Regions from separate parts of the Zea mays genome. Here region 2 is linked to region 1. Evidence: chromatin contacts called from public Hi-C data. All regions are on one chromosome and are shown on one strand. The core of a region is the stretch at or near the end of the contact, and the rest is flanking DNA. Distances in the headings are between cores, read along the strand shown. Region 1 holds the start of LOC103627315 (RING/U-box superfamily protein). Region 2 holds the start of LOC100273089 (Pentatricopeptide repeat-containing protein).

Region 1 (2,721 bases), core at 34-2,533:
AGCCGCGATGTCTTGATCTTCTTCCTCTTCTCCGGTGGTAACGGTAGTAGCAATAGCATCGGCGGTGCCCCTTGCGGCCTCATCTTGGAGAGGTGGAGGAGGAGGAAGAGGAACACGCAGTGGCACCACTCTGAGGCGCCTGAGGGAGCTGGAGTCTGCCACTCTCCTCGACCCTTTCCCTTTTGCGGTGGTGCCGCTGGATCGCCGCCTGGCCACGCTCGTAGCTGGCACGGACTGCGACCGACATACCTGCTTCATCAGCTTGTCGGCCTCATCATCATCGTGCTCTAGTTGATGCTGACCAGCAATGTAATCCTCCAAGCAGGTGGGGGAGCTGGAGCCGCCGGGCGCCCACATTCTGAAGCTCAAGATCTTGGAGAAGGATAGCGAACGGACCCCGCAGTCTGCTTGCTGGCTATGGCTTGCTTCATCTGTTGATCTCAGGCTGCGTGCTGGCAGGAGGCAGCTCGTCTGCTTATGCTTATTCCCGGTGGACGAGGACGAGGAGAAGTGATGGTCGTCGTCGTTGTCTTCTTCGTGATGGCCCTGCCGCTGCCCCTGTCCCAGATCATCTAATGTGCCGCCATCGTCTTCCACGGGCGAAGTGGAGGTGGAGGTGGAGCCGTCCGCCGCCACCTCTGCCCCCGCCCCCTGCGCGCGCAACACAGATCGAATCAGTAAGCTAACTAGCCTGATGGATGGGTCGAGATCAAATTAAAGCTCTAGTGAACATGGAGAGAGTTGGATCAAGAAGGAACGATGGAAGCACCCACCCACCCACCCAAAGTGTACCTGTGAATGTTTAGGAAGAGCCATGGCGCGCGACGCGACCCGGAGCTGGAGGAGGTAGCCGTGTGTGTGTGTGTGGCGAGCTCGAGCACGCGCAGTGAGCACTTGCGACGAATTGAAGAAAAACCTCGCATCCTGTTTGTTATGGCAGGGGAGCCCGGCCAGGGCCCCACGCGGCAGGGTCGCGCGTGAACAGTGCCTGGTGTCCTGGTCAGATTTGATTAGATTGATTTGATATGTTTAAAAAGAAATAAGTTTAGATTGACAATGTTTTTTAGAGTCAAGTCAGTCGTCTCTGTGAAAGAAAGAATCTAGTATCGATTATAATCAAGAAGAAAAAAGAAGAAATTTTCTAGGGTGGAGAGGCTCTCCTTCTCTTCGCTGTTACAAGTTAAATCCATAGAAAAAGAGAGAATTTTATTTCGATAGTAATTGAACAAGGAAAAAAAAGACAAACCGTTCTATGGTCGAGGGCTCTCCTTCTGATGATTGCTACCCAGCCAATCCATATCACATCTACAGATGGCTAAATAGGCCACACGACATATCACTGCCATTAATATTATTAGACACAAAACTATTATGCACGATTAGTACTCGTGTCGACACCGTGTTGTGCCGATACTATATGATAGGCACTATTTCATTTTAGGAGCTTAAAAAAAGTGAATTTATTATGTTTGAAGTCATAACAAATCACAATTCACAATCACATACACACATCACAATCATATCTATGACACCAGCTGGTCTAAGCCGTATCTAATCATGATATGCTCGTGCCAGCCCATCTTGTCGGGGTGGCTACCCAAACACGAGCGCTATACCATGTCGTGTTAGCATTGGCACTATATAAATCGTGTATGTACTGTGTCAAAGCATTATGGGTCGTGGCGTGCTTAATCACGGTCTATTTAACACGGCTCAATTGGCAGCCAATGGTGCTGCTGCATGCTTGCATTTGCTTTCCAATTAATCCAATCCAATCCAAAATTAATAAATCCACGGTACGCACGGCACGGTACTGCCACTGCCACTTTATAGATAGATGGTATTTGGTAGGTAGATCTAGGTTTGATTTCCATTGAAAAGGTGGGTTAACTATTATACCTTAATAACAAACCACGCGGCAACAACAGATGGTGTTGTCAAGGGAAGAAGAAAAGAAAAAAAAATCAAGTTTGGTTAACCGTTGCTATTTGGTAGCGATGGAGGTGAAATAGCTGCAATGCAATTAAAGGGTGGATAGGGAGACGCAGGCAGGATCGCCCAGCGATCGGAAGGTGAGGGGTGCAGTCCTGCAGTGCAGGACATGATCGATGATGAAACGACCGATAGAGAAGCTGGTGGTGTGCTCATTTCGACAGCAAGTTGGTTTGCTTTGGCTTTGGCTTGGCACGCGACGCGACTGTTGAGCGAGACCACGACGACACGGACGTGATTGACTAGCTAACTGCAACTACCATCTCACAATGACAGTTCACTCTCTGCCTGGGCCTGCTCTTTTTTTCTCTCGTTTACTTCGCAACCAAAATTATTTTGGGACTGCTTCTGGAGAAGAGAAAATTCAGTCGGCAAACAAAAAAAAAACGAATGTGGAAATTAGCTAAGAAGGTTATCCTCCTCCGTCCATTCTTTTCCCATCTGACGAGGTTGCTCTCTATGCGCCCCTTGAAAGACTTTGTGATATTTTGTGGAGGGGGAAGGACATTCACGGTATGGGTTTAGCGACTTTGAGATCGTGCATATGGTCACTAAAAACATTGTTTTGTATTGTAGATTACACTATTCGTATATTTGAATTTGAATTTGAATATGAATATGAGTAAGTTGTGGGGATAGTCTAAGCTAGAAAACAATTATCTAGAGTGAGTGGGTATCCAATACCGGCCTGGTCCAGGCCCACCTCAACACCACGAATGCTCAAACCGG
Region 2 (2,700 bases), core at 173-2,672, 210 kb before region 1:
TGTCTTCTCTACAAAGACCAGAAGCTATTGTCGAATAAGTAATGATATCTGGTTGGAGCCCTTTACTGGTCATCTCATCCAACAGTTCTAACGCTTCCTTTGTTTTGCCAGCCTTAGTAAGGCCATCAATGACCGTGTTATAACTAATCAAGACCGGGCTACAGCCTTTGTCCTTGAGTTGATGAAGCAATTCAATAGCAACATCAACTTCCCCATTGCGGCAGAGTGCTGTAAGTAGAGTGTTGTATGAAACGATGTCTGGGTAACAACCCCTGGACACCATTAGTTCCACAAATTCCATTGCTTTATGTATCTTCTTTTGTTTGCAGAAGGCATGAAGAAGCGGGTTGTAACTCAATGAATTAGGCGTGCATCCGTACTGGGGCATCTGCTCAAGAACTTCCATTGCGGGCTCAACCAATCCTCTACGACACAAGAAACTGATGAGCATATTAAATGTTACCACATTCGGAGGGCAACCCTTGTGTGCCATCTCTTCCATGAGCTTCTCGGCATCTTCCCACCGTTCTGCAGTGAACAAACCCTTCAGCACAATGTTGTAGCTAACAGTGTTCGGCTCGCACCCATAGGACGGTAAGTTCTTCAAGAACTCCATTGCGTCCTCAACCCGGCCTTCCTGGCAGATACCATTGAGGACGACATTATAGGTGACAATGTCCGGGGCGCACCCCTTGTCATGCATCTCATCGAGTAGCTTCATGGCCTGCTTGTACCCGCTCCTCTTGCAGGTGGCCTCGAGCAGAATGGTGTACGTGACGACGTCGGGCAAGCAGCCGCGGCGGAACATATCCTCGAGCACCGCCAGGGCGTTGCTGGTTCGGCCGCGGCCACAGAGGCCTCGGATGAGCGTGTTGTAGGTGTACGCGTCGGGCTCCACGGGCATGTCCGCCACGAGCCTGCGCGCGGCGTCGAGCTGCCCGGCCCCGCAGTAGCCCGCCACCATGGCGTTGTAGACCATGACATCAGGCCCGCTCGCAGCCAGCACGCGGCGCGCGTCCGCTGTGCGGCCCGACGCGCAGAGCTTCTTGATGAGCGCGGCGCAGGGCCCCACCGCGGCTGGCGAGGGTGGGTTGAGGCCCGCGAGTGAGTCGACGAGGCGGAGGGCATCGTCCAGTTCGCCACGGCGTACGAGAACGCGGAGACGTTCCGTGGCGGAAGCGGAGGAGGCTTTGCGGCGTGGGGTGGCCGCGGATGCGGCGGGGTATGCGGCGACGCGGGGGACGAGGTGGAGTTGAGGGGGCCTGGGGGTTGGGGGCTTGGGTTGCGCGGGGAGGGAAGGATAGGAGTGGGAGGAGGGCAAGGTGATGAGAGCGGCGGACATGTGGGACGGCAGCGCAGCAGGCGGAGGTGCGGCGGCCATCGGTGTCGGGCGACGAGGCAGCGCCCAGCGGCGACGATAAGGTCAGCGGTGTAATGGGCCGACGCACTGGTGAGCTTTACGGACCGTTGGCTCCAGAGAATGTATATTTGGCATTACACTGAAGAAGTAAAGAGGACATATCTCATGCATATATAAGTTTAGTGCACAGGGTGCACATATTAAATTATTACTATTCATCTCAAATTTAACGTCTATGGTTGATCATTGTAATTTACAAATAACACCTTCTATCACTACACCCTACCATGTCCTTAGTAAAATATATTAAACAACTAGAGATGTCAGATCTAAAATGAGTGGTGATGATTTAATATGTGCATCATGTGCACTAAACATCTATGTGCACCATATATATTCTCTACACTAAAAGGGGTTCGTAAAATTATCATTAGATCTATGAGTATATTATGATAACTATAACAAGAAAGCAACATTGTGAGTGGTAAAATATCAATTATTCGGGATAGCTCACCATAGCTCTGATGTGTAAGAGCATTCTTAAGAGACTAGCTAAATGACTTGTCAATCTAAAATTTAATTACTTAATAGCAAAATAACTCTCTAACACACTGGTCATCCAACTCGCCAAACTATCCGACTCTCTAAATTGGCTCTCTCACTAGCCAAGTTTGGCTAGCCACTCTAAACTAACATGCATGTTAGAGAGTCTGTTAGAATTAAATGCTATATATAGAGTTTAATCTTTGATGAAAAAATAAATAGAGTCAAATAGAGAGTTAAAAATAAAGAGTCTCTTAGAGATGCTCTAACAATCCATTTCAAACGCTCTAGCTCTATTAAATTTGGATTATAAAAAATAGATTTAGATTTATGGAGTGTTTGGTTTCTAGGGTCTAATTTTTAGTCCCTAAATTGTCAAATATAGAAACTAAAACTCTATTTTAGCTTTCGTATTTGATAATTTATAGATTAAAATGGAATAAATTGTAGGAAAAAAATTAGTCCATAAAAATCGAACATCCTTTAGGTTTTTTATGAAGTTGGCTAAGAGGAGTCTACAAAAGTCTCTTCCATTGTCCTTATGAAGTTGGATGCAAATTGCCCAATGCGACTAATTAAACATATTCAGCAGGTGGTGTTAGTGATTTAACATGTGTTCGTGTAGTTGCCGCAGTTGGTGTATCTTAAGGTTTAAGTGGGCGCAATTTGCCAAGAGCTACTGCTGCACGTGCTAGAAGATCAGACTACTAGTGAGCATCCAATAAGCAAAAGAACGCGTCGTAGCTTTGTCAGTTGTTAATGAAAATGAGATCCTTGAGGATAATGGAGAATCTGAA

Evidence for each region. Hi-C and Micro-C count contacts between places; a contact is called where the count stands out from the background.
Region 2: a contact with region 1 is called in a Hi-C map of tassel, with 2.4 times the contacts expected there. The contact joins the promoter of LOC100273089 here to the promoter of LOC103627315 in region 1. A contact is called at or near these places in 3 of 25 Hi-C or Micro-C datasets (ear, leaf and tassel).

What each region holds. Positions count from the first base shown.
Region 1 is chr5:178,320,578-178,323,298 of Zm-B73-REFERENCE-NAM-5.0, reverse strand. LOC103627315 (RING/U-box superfamily protein) reads right to left here and starts at 1,283. Exons shown (of 4, transcript XM_008647621.4): 1 at 793-1,283; 2 at 1-651. The coding sequence starts at 816.
Region 2 is chr5:178,534,950-178,537,649 of Zm-B73-REFERENCE-NAM-5.0, reverse strand. LOC100273089 (Pentatricopeptide repeat-containing protein) reads right to left here and starts at 1,422. Exons shown (of 1, transcript NM_001147538.1): 1 at 1-1,422. The coding sequence starts at 1,381.